2 separate regions of the Sus scrofa genome follow, and region 1 is linked to region 2. The links are chromatin contacts, called in public Hi-C maps. All regions are on one chromosome and are shown on one strand. Each heading gives the region's core, a stretch centred on a gene start, on an enhancer-like site or on the middle of the called end of the contact. The rest is flanking DNA. Distances are from core to core; before and after follow the strand shown. Region 1 has its middle 16 kb from the start of PDE8A. Region 2 overlaps PDE8A (high affinity cAMP-specific and IBMX-insensitive 3',5'-cyclic phosphodiesterase 8A).

The links. A called contact is a pair of places that touch in the nucleus more often than the background predicts.
Region 1: a Hi-C map of retroperitoneal adipose tissue shows a contact between it and region 2, with 2.0 times the contacts expected there. The contact joins two enhancer-like sites. A contact is called at or near these places in 1 of 5 promoter capture datasets (fetal liver), 25 of 47 Hi-C or Micro-C datasets (adipose tissue, alveolar macrophages, blood and 13 more) and 2 of 2 datasets of contacts at active chromatin or transcription factors (alveolar macrophages and skeletal muscle).

Annotation. Positions count from the first base shown.
Region 1 is chr7:52,571,714-52,577,909 of Sscrofa11.1, reverse strand. No RefSeq gene overlaps it. Among named protein-coding and RNA genes, the nearest start is that of PDE8A, 16 kb to the right of the region's middle. Within about 2 kb of position 2,654, at least 15 of the 83 cell types and tissues checked have an H3K27ac peak or open chromatin away from gene starts, as enhancers often do. A contact at or near this core is called in alveolar macrophages, retroperitoneal adipose tissue and spleen, where this site is marked.
Region 2 is chr7:52,485,275-52,492,347 of Sscrofa11.1, reverse strand. PDE8A (high affinity cAMP-specific and IBMX-insensitive 3',5'-cyclic phosphodiesterase 8A) reads left to right here. Exons shown (of 22, transcript XM_021098898.1): 2 at 5,083-5,139; 3 at 6,468-6,658. The coding sequence starts at 5,113. Among named protein-coding and RNA genes, the nearest start is that of MIR9848, 67 kb to the left of the region's middle. Within about 2 kb of position 4,072, at least 12 of the 83 cell types and tissues checked have an H3K27ac peak or open chromatin away from gene starts, as enhancers often do. A contact at or near this core is called in alveolar macrophages, retroperitoneal adipose tissue and spleen, where this site is marked.

The DNA.
Region 1 (6,196 bases), core at 1,405-3,904, 87 kb before region 2:
ATTGCAGCTCTGCGATCCCTCAGGGAGTCCTTACACACTGTTTGCTCTCAGGCCCAGCAGCCAGCAAGTGGCTACCAGCACAGAAAGTTCCATGTGACCCTTAGTCTGGGGTTTTATATATACCCTTCCCCCAGGAGCAGATGCCCACCAATGTGTGTCTCTGGGTGGGGAGGGATCCCCAAACCCTCCATCCTGATCTCTTGCTAGAATGGGCTGTCAGGACATTTCCTGACAGAGGGGCGTGGAGAAGCGGGCCCAGGTCTGGAAGCAGGGGAGAGGGCTACACTCCCCAATGGTGGCACACAGTTCAGAGGGGGACATCCATCACTCGCAGTGTGGCAGTGGGTGGACTGGCCCATCTTCAACTCTGGCCTAACCAGGGTGGGTACCTTCCTAGGGGGCAAGCTACACTCTCATCTACTGTCAGCCACTGCCCAGCAGGCTCGTTCATGGGGCGTCTGATCCAGGGAAAGCCCGGGTCCGCGGTACAAGGGCAGCTAGGTGGTTAAGAGGCAGGTGGCCCAGGTGGGCCTTTCGGGCAAAATGCCCGCTTCTCATTGCTTATGAGGACGGTTGTGATCCGGCCCCCGAAGACCCCCTCATTTCACCTCCAGCACAGCCCCTCCCTTCTGGCTCCAACCTCACTGAACTGCCTCCAGTCCCCTGAAGGGGCCACATTCTCTCGTCCCCGGTGGCTCCTCTATAAGCTGCTCCAGGTACTTGAACTCTCCCCGCTCCCACCTGGCTCATTCGACACATCCTTTAGGAGCCAGCTTCTACTTGGTCCTCAGGACCAAACTCGATCATACGCTCTAGGACACTCTCTGAACCTCCGAGTCTGGATTGGGAATCTGCTCTAGGCCTCCCACGACACTCCCTCAAAGTTCCTATCTTGGCCTTTGGCATACCTGTTATACAGGAGTGTTCCTTTGTTCCAAAGGCTAATCTGTAAGCTCTCGGATGCAGGAACTGTGTCTATTTTGTGTATCATGGTACCTTCAGTACCTGATGTCTGATGAGGAGGAAGGAAGGGGCGGGGAAGGGAAAGGAGGGAAGCAGGGGGTGGGGGTGGGGGGAGAAGGTTGCTGTGACCCTCTTTGCCCTGCCCCCAAGCCTTGGGATATCCTTGCTTTCGAAGCTCTTTATTAAGGAAGCCCAGGGAGTTCCCATTGCAGCTCAGCAGTAATGAGCCCGATTAATATCCATGAGGACATGGGTTCAGTTCCTGGCCTCGCTCAGTGGGTCGGGGATCTGGTGTTGATGTGAGCTTGGGTGTAGGTCACAGATGTGGCTTGGATCTGGCGTTGCTGTGGCTGTGGCGTAGGCCAGTGGCTACAGATCTGATTCGACCCCTAGCCTGGAAACCTCCATATGGCTCGAGTGAGGCCCTGAAAAGCAAAATCATGATAACAAGGAAGCCCAGCGCCCAGCCTGCATGGCAGTCTGGTTGAGGCAGTTTAGGAAGCGCTGTCTCCAGCAGTCCTGTCTGCTGTCTGGATTTGGGACTGGCTGGTGTGGGGATACCCAGGACAGGTGGAAGCCACATTGCTGAAGGGAAATTTTAACTGCAGCCAAGCAGGAAAATAAAGGTCACAGCCAAGCAAAAAGCCCATATCTGTGTGAGATGCTGCGGCAGCAGGACATGCTCAGAGGGTGGGAGTGGCTGGGATGAGGGAGGGAAGCCAGTAGGGACCGCGAGCGTTGACTCCAATGGCTATTCCTCCCACTTTTCTTTTTCTTTTTCTTTCTTTCCTTTTTTTTTTTTTTTTTTTTTTTTTTTTTTTTTTTTTTTGGTCTTTTTGCCTTTTCTAGGGCTACTCCCGCGGCATATAGGGGTTCCAAGGCTAGGGATCTAATTGGAGCTGTTGCTGCCAGCCTACACCACAGCCACAGCAATGCAGGATCCGAGCTGCATCTGCGACCTGCACCACAGCTCACAGCAACGCTGGATCCTTAACCCACTGAGCAAGGCCAGGGATCCAACCTGCAACCTCATGGTTCCTAGTCGGACTCATTAACCACTCAGCCACGACAGGAACTCCCTTCTTCTTTTCTTACATGAAGTGTTTAATTGAACATACGGCCCCCAGAATAAACCAACACTTCCCAGCCTCCTTGCAGCTAAATGGGGCCATGTGACTAAGTTTTGGCCAATGAGATAAAAGAAACATATATGACTTCCAAAAAGTGTCCTTAAGGGAGGGTCCAGACCCTTCATCTAGGTGATCAGCATGTCCCTGTTTGCCTGAGGCTCTCCTGACTTTAGCAGAGAAAGCTCCTCATCTCGGGTGATCCTCTGTCCTGGGCCAGCCAGCAGAGTTGGTCACCTCACATTCCCCCTCCCTCCCTCCTTCCTTCCAGCTAGAATGCAGATGTGAGAGAAGCAGGCTTGGAACCACGCGGTGGAACCTGGGGCTGGGGGTGGCGCAAGGCTACGCTGCTGGAGTGGTGCTTACAGTGAGTTCAGGCCGCTCAGATGGTCCAGTGCCTGGATCATCTGAGCCTGCATCTCTGATTACTCCCTCTGGGCTTTGTTTACCTGCAAGAAAAAGAGACATCTAGGTTGTTTACGCTTCTGTTATTTAAGGTCTTCTGGCACACACAGCGGCACCTCCTGCAGCTAATCCTAAAGGTACAGAAATAGGACTAAAGCCCTGACAGATGCTGGTTTGTTAGGCTTCCTGAAGTGGGGGAGGGGGCCGGCCTGAAACTGCTCGCTGTTCTCCACAGAGCTGGAGGCAGGGGACGGCGGGGCGGGGGGATGTTCCTGGCAGGGAGGGGCTGACGTTAAGCTGAATTTTCTGCTCCCATCTCACCAAAGGCTTCAGTGCTTCCTGTTCTCATTTCCTATGACAAAATGGTTCCCCTTCCTAAAAGCAGTTTCAAAGTCACTGGTTCTCAAATGAATGGTGACAGCCTAACCCACTGTCCTGCTCTGATCCTCCCCCTTCTGGGAGGGGACTATTAACTACTTCTCTCTCTTTTTTTTTTTTTTTTTTTTTTTTTTGCTTTTTAGGGCTGTACTCGCGGCATATGAAAGTTCCCAGGTAGGGGTCACATCGGAGCTATAGCTGCTGGCCTGCACCACAGCCACAGCAACATGGGATCCGAGCCAAATCTGCGACCTACATTGTGGCTCAAGACAACGCCAGATCCTTAACCCACTGAGCAAGGCCAAGGATCAAACCCTCATCCTCATGGGTTCGAGTTGGGTTCTTTTCCACTGAGCCACAGTGGGAACTCCCTAGCTACTTCTTGTTCACTGACATAGGAGCTGCACAATATTCATTTAGACACAGACATAATAATGAACATAGAGAGCAAAAAGAAAAAGGAAATGAAACTCGAGGAAAAATTGCATAAGCCTAAATCCCCAGGAGAGACCTGGCCCCAGACAGTGTGGGTGTCTCCGGCAGCAGCCCTGTAGGGACTAGCCTCTGCCGGGGCCTCTCCTGGGGCCACTTTGGAGGGGAACCCCCCCCCAGGGGGTGTTGCATCATGCCCTAGGTGGCCTTGTTTCTAACAAAGCATCGCTGTTCCTGGAAGTACTGCCTGCAGGTGCACCTGTGACACCCAGGAACTGTCTGTGTTTGTGGATAAGGCTGAGGGTGCCTTGTCAGCTGGGGAGTGATGGCACAGGCAGGGTTATGTGCAGGCACAGGTTTAGTGAACCAGAGAGTAAGGATTCCCTCTGGCCCTACCAGGAGGTGGAGGGTTTGGAAGGTACTTAGCTGAGCCCCATAGTGGAGGAAGAACTGGGGAACAAGAGACCAAGGGCAAGTGGCCTAGAATAGGGGGTTTCTTTTTTTGTTTGTTTTAGGCCATGCCCACAACACATGGAGGTTCCCAGGCTAAGGGGCCAATTGGAGCTACAGCTGCTGGCCTATACCACAGCCACACAGGATCCAAGCCATGTCTGCAACCTACACCACAGTTCATGGCAACACCGGATCCTTAACCCACTGAGCAAGGCCAGGGATTGAACCCATGTCCTCATGGCTACTAGTTAGGTGTATCAACCATGGAGCCACAACAGGAAGTCCAAACAGGGGATTTCCGAAGTGCTCCAGGTAAGCAGAAATGGGGCAGCTCTTCCAGCCCAACCCCCATGGGAGGACTTGGTTGTATCCCATTTCAGCCACGTCCTGGTTTCCTGGGCTGCAGCATGGGGGAATAATAAAGCCTGCTGCATGGGTGCTGTGAGGGTGGGATGTGGAAACTCAGTCCAAGGCCTAGCTCAGTGTAGCTAAGCCAGTGTTCCTGGCCTGAGTTCTCTCATGAGGTTGCGGTTAAACTGTGTGTCCGGAGCTGCAGTCCTTTGAAGGCCTGATTGGAGCTGGAGGATCCATTTGCCAAGATGGCTCACTCACCAGGCTGTTGGCAAGAGGCCTCAGCTCCTCTCTACATGAGCCTCCCAAAAGCTTCCTGAGTGACTTCACCCCATAGCAGCTGGCATCCTCCAGAGCGAGTGACCCAAGGCACAGAAGGAGGTGGCGACCACAGTGACTTTTACCACATTGCCTTGAAGTCACATGCTGTCTGTCATTTCTGCAGTCTCCTACTGGCTAGACTGGCCAGTGCTATTTAAAGGAGGAGGGACTATGCAAGGGTTCGAGTCCCAGGAGGTGGGCCTCATTGCTCCATGTTGGTACCACATGACCTCACTGAGCTACTGGGCCAGTCTTGGAGCACCTGCTGCCTGACTTCTTGCTAGGTAACATAAGAAGTCCTGTTGGTGTTTGTTTGTTTGTTTTTTGTTTGCTTTTTAGGATCGCACCTGTGACATATGGAAGTTCCCAGGCTAGGGTGAATCAGAGCTGCAGCTGCTGGCCTGCACCTCAGTGACAGCAATGCCAGATCTGAGCCATGTCTGTGACCTGCATCACAGCTCACGGCAATGCAGGCTCCTTAACCCACTGAGTGAGGCCAGGGATTGAACCCATGTCCTTGTGCATACTAGTTGGGTTCTTAACCCTGAGCCACTCAGAGAAGTTCTTTTTTTTTTTTTTTTGTCTTTCGTCTTTTTGTCTTTTGTTGTTGTTGTTGTTGTTGTTGTTGTTGCTATTTTTTGGGCCGCCCCCGCGGCATATGGAGGTTCCCAGGCTAGGGGTTGAATCGGAGCTGTAGCCACCGGCCTACGCCAGAGGCACAGCAACGCAGGATCCGAGCCGCGTCTGCAACCTACACCACAGCTCACGGCAACACCGATCGTTAACCCACTGAGCAAGGGCAGGGACTGAACCCGCAACCTCATGGTTCCTAGTCGGATTCGTTAACCACTGCGCCACGACGGGAACTCCAGAGAAGTTCTTTTGTTATTGTGCTACTTGCAGCCCAAAGCCTCCTGATAGCCCTTCCCCCAAATTCCCTTTTTTTGCTTAAGGCAGCTAGAGTTGGCTCCTGTGACTTACAGCCGAAGCCCTTGACTAAAACCAGAGGGTAAACCTAGGCCATCAGCTTTGTTGAGGGAAGAGAAAAAGGTGAGCTCCCAGGCTGCAGGTACCCCCTGTGACTGTCACTCACAAATCTGACCTCATCATCCAGGGTCCAAGAACAAGCACTGTGAGAGGAGGGAAAACCTAGCTTGTATATGCCTAAATAATCATAGGGAAAAAGAAAAAAGAAAGTTTGTTGTAATGATTTTGGTTCTGCAGCTAGCTCTGTGGCTGCGTCTCTGTGGAGGGTGGAGTCCTTCTTCTTTCTTTCCTGTCTGAGGGTCCCTGCTTCCCTTCGGGATGGGGCTAATTCCAGCAGAGACCCCCAGGTTCTGTCCTTTGCACGGCCATCAGCCAGGAGGATCTCAGAAGTTGCTACCAAGGGCCAGGAGGACACTAAATTTACACCAGTCTGGCCTCCTATCCAAGGTAGGCCAGAAATCAGAATTCTCTGAGGCCTTCATGTGGTCACTGGCAAGCACTCACATTTCAGAGGGAAGAGAAGGCTGTTTGTTTGTTTGTTTCATTTTTGGCCACCTCACAGCATATGCAGTTCCTGGGCCAAAGATCAGATCTGAGCTGCAGCGGCAACCTAAGCCACAGCCACAGCAACACCGGCTCCTTAACCCACTGTGCCAGGCCAAGGATGAAACCTGTGATCCAGTGCGCCCAAGGTGCTGCCAATCTCGCGCCACAGCAGGAACTCTGGAAGCTGAGGCTTCTTAAGTTCACCTGCTCTGATCTCCTGGATCAGCTGCAGC
Region 2 (7,073 bases), core at 2,823-5,322:
CCCTGATGGAGTTCCCGTGGTGGCTCACTGGGTTACAAACCCCACTAGACTCCATGAGGATGCAGGTTCAATCCCTGGTCTCGCTCAGTGGGTTAAGGATCTGGCATTGCCGTGAGCTGTGGTGCAGGTCGCAGACATGGCTTGGATCCCGCATTGCTGTGGCTGTGGTGTAGGCTGGCAGCTGTAGCTCCAATTCAACCCCTAGCCTGGAAACTTCCATATGCCACAGGGAGGGCCCTAAAAAGACATTAAAAAAAAAAAAAACACAAAAAAACTCTCCCTGTTGTATAGAGATATTATCTGTCTTGTTCTCTGTTGTATTCCCAATCCCTTGCTTTGGAAACCATTTAACAAATAGTAGACGTTCAGCATAGATTTGTCGTATGCCGCTTTGTAGTTTTTTGGTCTTATTTCAGGTAGATACACCTTGGGTCAGGTGATTTTAGGCCTTTCCCAGTGAAGCATGAGAAGATCACAAAAATTAAGTTCCCATGAATTGGGCCCAGTTCTGTTACCAGAGATTTAACCATACTGCTCTGAGCTTCAGTTTGGTCACCAATAAAATGGAGTTACGAGCTTCCCTTACTCATAGGGTAAGGAGTAATTTGGATTTAAACATAATTGGCAGCAAAGTATTTAGCACATAGTAGATACCTTCTTTCTCTTAAAATTGCGTCATGTTGTCCTTTTTTTTTTTTTTTTTTTTTTTTTTCCTTTTTAGGGCCACATTGGCGGCATATGGAAGTTCCCAGGCTACGGGTCTAATCGGAGCTGTAGCCACCGGCTTACGCCACAGCCACAGCCACTCCAGATCTGAGCCTCGTCTGTGATGTACACCACAGCTCACGGCAACACCAGATCCTTAACCCACTGAGTGAGGCCAGGGATCGAACCCTCAACCTCTTGGTTCCTAGATGGATTCGTTTCCGATGCATCACGATGGAACTCCGATAAATCCCTGTTCTTTTTGTCTTTTTTTGCCTTTTCTAGGGCTGCTCCTGCGGCATATGGAGGTTTCCAGGCTAGGGGTCTAATCGGAGCTGTAGCCACCGGCCTACGCCAGAGCCACAGCAACTCGGGATCCAAGCCACATCTGCAACCTACACCACAGCTCACAGCAACGCCGGATCCTTAACCCACTGAGCAAGGCCAGGGACTGAATCCACAACCTCATGGTTCCTAGTCGGATTCATTAACCACTGTGCCACGACAGGAACTCCTCCCTGTTCTTCATAGAACTTACATTCTCATGGGAAAGACACTCCTTTTTCTTTTTTCTTTTTTTTGGCTGTACCTGCAGCATGCAGAAATTCCTGGGTCGGGGAGTCAAACCTGCATCACAGCAGTGACCTGAGCTCCTGCAGTGACAACAGTGGATCCTTAACCTGCTGCACCACAGGAGAAGTCCTGACACTCCTTTATTAAGAAGGCAAATAAAATATGTAACGTGGCAAATGGGGACAAAAGTTACAGTAAAAAAAATGCATACAAGAGACAGGGAGCTTCAGGGAGTATAATATTTAGGCAGCTTGGAATTATGTGTCTCTCTTCTCTCCTACTCCCAAAGGATTCATAACACAGTCACTTTGCCCTCTAGTGTCATGATGTTAGGTCATTTAGGCAAACAAAATAAGTCTTATAGGTGGTTCACCAAAGCATCTAATAATAATTTATTTCTGATTTCTATCAGCCATATTTACAAAAAATTATTTTGAAATATTAAAATACAGACATCTGATGTCCCAGTTTAACAATCTTTTTAAACAGTAAATCTTAAATAAATATTTAAAAACTGAACAGCTTGTATGATTGCTGATTTAACTCATGAATAAATTGTTGTTTCTATATTACCTGAAAGTATTAGTTGCTTTGAAGCTGACAGATATGTTGTTAAAATTGATTTGAAAATAAAAAATGTTAAAAGGTCTCTGGCCTGAAGCACTAGGATAGTTGGATTCTGATTTCATACACAGAGAAAGGATGAATACATGAATTCTAGTAGTTCTGATCCCCTTTATCCAGAGCGGCTGCGAAGTTGTTTACTCTGAGGGCCCACTGCTGACGTCTGCTCACTGAGTAATGTCATCACATTTCCTGGCGGTGGTTATTTGGGGGGGCAGCAGTGGTAAGTAGTTGTCCTGCTCTGCTGGGACACTGCTCGGCAGAGGTCCCGAGAGCCGGATATACCCCGTAGACAGGATGTAAGGTTAAAATGCAATGTAGTTAAGTAAATAAGTGTTCAATGGTAAAATGGCATTGCTCAAACAGTAACATTTTAAAATAATACCACTAAAATTATATTGAGGCAGAGTCCATGATCTTTAAAAAATTAGTCTATAGCTTCTTTTATTTCTTAAAATTAAGGGAGTGGTGAGTTATTTAACAAGTCGAGATCATAAAGTTATGCTTTCCTTTGTAAAAGTTATTTTACCCGCCTGTGGTGTAGATCATGTACTCAGAATTGTTTCCCAGGTGAGATGAGACCTTGCCTCAGCCACCTATACTTTTATCTTGCCCCTCAGCTTGTTACTAATACTGTATATACACATAAATGTATTTTTTAAAACCAAATTAGTCACTAACATTTAAAAATTTTATTAATTGTTACCTTTAACTTAATTTTCTCCTCCTGGTTTCCTTAAGTTTGTATTGTTAACTTTCTCAAATTTAGTGATTTGAAAGCTTAGTATAATTACTTAATTCTTGTTTCATGATAAGAAGATTTAAGACTGAATTTTGCCTCTAACCATAATTTTGATATTATTTTACTAATATCTTAGTACATGACATTCTCATTTTTGTTATTTTCAAAGTAATCATAGGTATAGTTTTCATTTCCTCTTTAATCCAATATTAACTGAGTTAATATTTTAAAATTTTCCGGGGAGGGGGTATTTTTTTAACTTACATTTTTAATTTTGTCCTGATTGCATTGTGGTTGAAAATAAAAACTATACAAGTTTTTGTTTGTTTGTTTTGTCTTTTTAGGGCTGCATGCGAGGCATATCGAGGTTCCCAGGCTAGGGGTCGAATGAGAGCTGTAGCTGCTGGCCTACTCCACAGCCACAGTAACGCCAGATCCGAGCTGCGTCTGTGACTCTACAGCTCACGGCAACACCAGATCCTTAACGCACTGAGCAAGGCCAGGGATTGAACTCACATCCTCATAGATTCTAGTGGGATTCAGTAGCCACTGAGCCACGACGGGAACACCTAAGTTTTTACTTTTACGAATGTGTTTTAAGGTTTTCTTTGTGACCTAGTATAACATGTTTTTATGCTCTTCATGAATATTGTCTTCCTCTCAGACTTTATTTTTTATCTGCTTAATAATACCTCCTAGCAAATCTCATGTGTATCCTCTGTGAGAGGCTGCAGTCCCCAGTTTACACAGAGGACCCAGATGCTGTCTAACAACCACTTTATCCTGGGCAGAGGCACATCCCTCCTACTGATGGGTTTTCTGCTTTCTTTTATGAAACTGCACCCCCTCCCCCAATACTGTAGAAAATTAGCAAAATGGTTTTCCTTTCATTTTTTTTTCTTTCTTTTTTCTGAGTAGTTCCACTGTCTTCTCCAAGCAGTAGGCCTGTATCATTTCTTGTTCATTCATTCATCCATTTCTTTAAACTTTGTTCAGAAAAACCCACAAAAAACTCATTGTTCAGACTGCTGTCTCAGCGTGTCTCTTGCTTTCTCACTGCTCTGTGGGAGTATGATTACATAGAGCAGATCTCTGGCTTTCAAGTCTTTCTTGGCCCTCCTAGATCATCTTCTCTCAGAACCTCTGGCTTTAGCATCCAGCTGTGCGTCTTGATACGAGGCTGGCCTGTTGCTGCCCCGCTCAGGAGGTTAGATGGTGCCATGGGGTGTCTGTGCTCACGCTTCTCCCTACTGCAGGCCTTCCTCCTCAGTCTTAGGTCCAGAGTAGTAGCCACCCTCACTCTTACACCTTCTGAGATGAAATTACTACAAAGCAAATCAGAAACTGAGCCTGTGTCCCATAATTAGTAGACATCAGCTTCTAGCAGTTAAAGATATACACAGACTTCCTCTATCACTAGAAGGGTTTCGTTTTCTGTATTTAGTGTGGGTTAGATCACTGCTTGAGAGAGAGATGGGAGGTGGGCAGTCAGGGAGTATCTTGTGGGAAGGTGAGTAGATCTAGTTCTGCTGCTGCTCTGTTCTCAGTATGGAATCACACCGTCACTCAGAGGCCGTAGGAGGGTAGGGGTCCCTTCAACACATATAGTGTTTATGGAAAAATTGCAAAAATGTGTCTCTTTTGGGTAGCCACAGAGGGCCAGGGGTTATGGCTTGATGCTGGATTTCAGCCCTATATTTCCCTCCCTTGTGTTCCTTTGTGCAGTGCACAGACTTCCCAAACCTTCCAGGGGCCCTGGGTCTGCAGCACAGGTTATAGAACTAAACAGACTGGTCAATGGAATCCCAGCCGCCACTTGCTTCTGTGTGGACATAAACTGCTGGGAAACTGAGTTTTCCAACTGAAATCTCTCATCATGTTACGAAGATCAAGATCATGAGATGACATGTTCAGCCCTTAGCACAGTGCCCAGCGTGTGCTCAGCCCTCCATTGGCACTATGACTATTACTACTCACTGAGGTTTGGTTGTGACATTGTGTTTATCTTTGTGTCTTGGTATTAAGTTCTCAGATAAGCATGTATTGATAAGCATTGACTGCTCCTCTGTATGATGAAAGTGGCAACAACGTCTCAAAAATCTTTGGCTCTGATGTCTTGTGTTTCTGATTTTTTTATTTCATTATTTATGTGCCATTCTAGATGTAAGATTTCATTGTCAGGGGAAATAAGTGGACATAGAAGGAACAGTGTTTATTCAGTGTCTAATTTAGGGGGGCTCTTTATATTGTAATCTTGTTTGATCTTTGTAACAAGGGAGAAATCAAGGCTAAAGGAAGTTGAGTAACTTGCCTAAAGTCACACACAGCTGGGGAAAAAGAGGCAGGGATCACTCATTTTATTTCTCCTGCTCTCCACCTTTAAAGCAAGCTTGCCTTTTTTCATTCTTTTCATTTTTAAGCAGTTCTTTTTCTTACAGGTAGCAATAGCTGATGTGCAATTTGGCCCCATGAGATTTCATCCAGATCAACTTCAGGTAACAATATATACCACACTGTAATTTCCATGTTGGTTTTCTTTACAGAGGGGGAAGGAGTGGGTTTAGAGTTATACCTTGAAAATAGTCTTCTGTTTTAAATAAGATATTGAAGCAATGTTCAGTTTCCTAAACTTGGTAATAGTACTCAAGCTAGAGAATGTACTTTTCTTAGGAATATGCATTGAGGTATTTAGTGATGAAGAAATGTTTGCAACCTATTTTAAAAGGTTCAGCAATAAAATAATGTGTATACTTGGGAGTGGGGGGAGCAAAGGTGGCAAAATGTTAACAACTAATGAAACTAGAAGAAGGATGTACCAGCAGTCGTTGTCATTCACAGCTTTTCTGTAGGTTTGAAATTTTCCAATATAAAAAGTAAAGGCATGGTCCACTCTGTGTTGCTGAATCAGCTCTAGCAGAGAAAAACTATCTATAAATTATCTAATCCAGAATATTAAATAAAATAGCCAAGTGAAATTTAGCTCCAAATTTAGGTGATGCTTCCTCTACACAAATGCATGCTCATCTTTTAAAACATGAAGGGACTGGCAAAACATGCTTGCTTTTAATTCTTTCCATTTGTGGTATTGGTGCATTATTTAAAGTATTAGGTGCATTATTTAAATAAAGTGCATCATTTAAAGTGTTAGGTATTCTGGGAGTTCCTGTTGTGGCTCTTAGAGGGTTGTGAACCTGACTAGTATCTGTGAGGATGTGGGTTCGATCCTGGCTGCACTCAGTGGGTTAGGGAATCTGGCATTGCCACATGTAGCACAGGTCGCAGATGCTGTTTGGATCCCATGTTGCTGCAGCTGTGGTGTAGGCCAGCTGCTGTAGCTCTGATTCAACCCCTAGCCTGGGAACTTCCATATGCTGCAGGTGCAGCCCTAAAAAGAAAAAAAAAAAAGTATTCTAGGAGTTTGACTGAAATATTACCATAGCATTTGCCATCTAAGGACCTACCTAGTTAACTTATTATTAACTAAAATAAATGTTTATATGTTTCAATTGATTCAGTTTTAAGATAAAATACATAATCAAGTCTTTGTTGAGTTCTCCCAGTGAGCTTGTTAGCAAAAGAAATAAGTATATGATCCATGCACTGGCTTCTAGACTAAGAACGGATAGAATAGCACTCATTTCAGGGAGCTGAGTGATAACATCTCTGAGTTACGTGTAGGAAAAGGATTTATTCAACAGATGGTAATGTTCACAGCTGTGTACTTGCCTTGAAAACGCTTCAAGTTTTCTGTGGCTTGTTAAGAAATGACAATTCTAGCAATATTCTTTTTTTTTTTTAAAGTATTCATGCTTTTTTGATTCAGGTACTTTTAGTGTTTACCAAAGAAGATAACCAGTGTAATGGATTCTGTAGGGCATGTGAAAAAGCAGGGTTTAAGTGTACAGTTACCAAGGAGGCTCATACTGTCCTTGCCTGTTTCCTGGACAAACATCACGACATCATCATCATAGACCACAGAAATCCCCGGCAGCTGGATGCAGAGGCGCTGTGCAGGTAAGCCTGAGACCCAGGCCTCACTATCCCCACTCGCATTTGTGACAATAAAGTCAGCCCAGAAATCTGTCGGGTTAAATTCAGTGTCTTTTAAGTTGCCTTCCATGCATGTAAAATAAGCAAGGTATTAGAGTAGCATTATTTCTAGGACTGATCTTTGATCTTTATCTTTTTTGTTTTGCTTTGCTTTGCTTAAAACAGTAAGAATTTGTGAATGAGAACCATTAAGGGTTAAGATGAAACCCTATGTGTAATTAACGACAACTGTCACCTTCATAGTACTGCAACAAGGCATATTATATTATATTCTAGATGTTTTTAAAGTTATAAAAAATTTGGAAAATTTTGTCTCCTAACATTAGATGAATGTGCTTTTTACTGACACTGCAGATATCAATATCAAAAAAGAATTCTG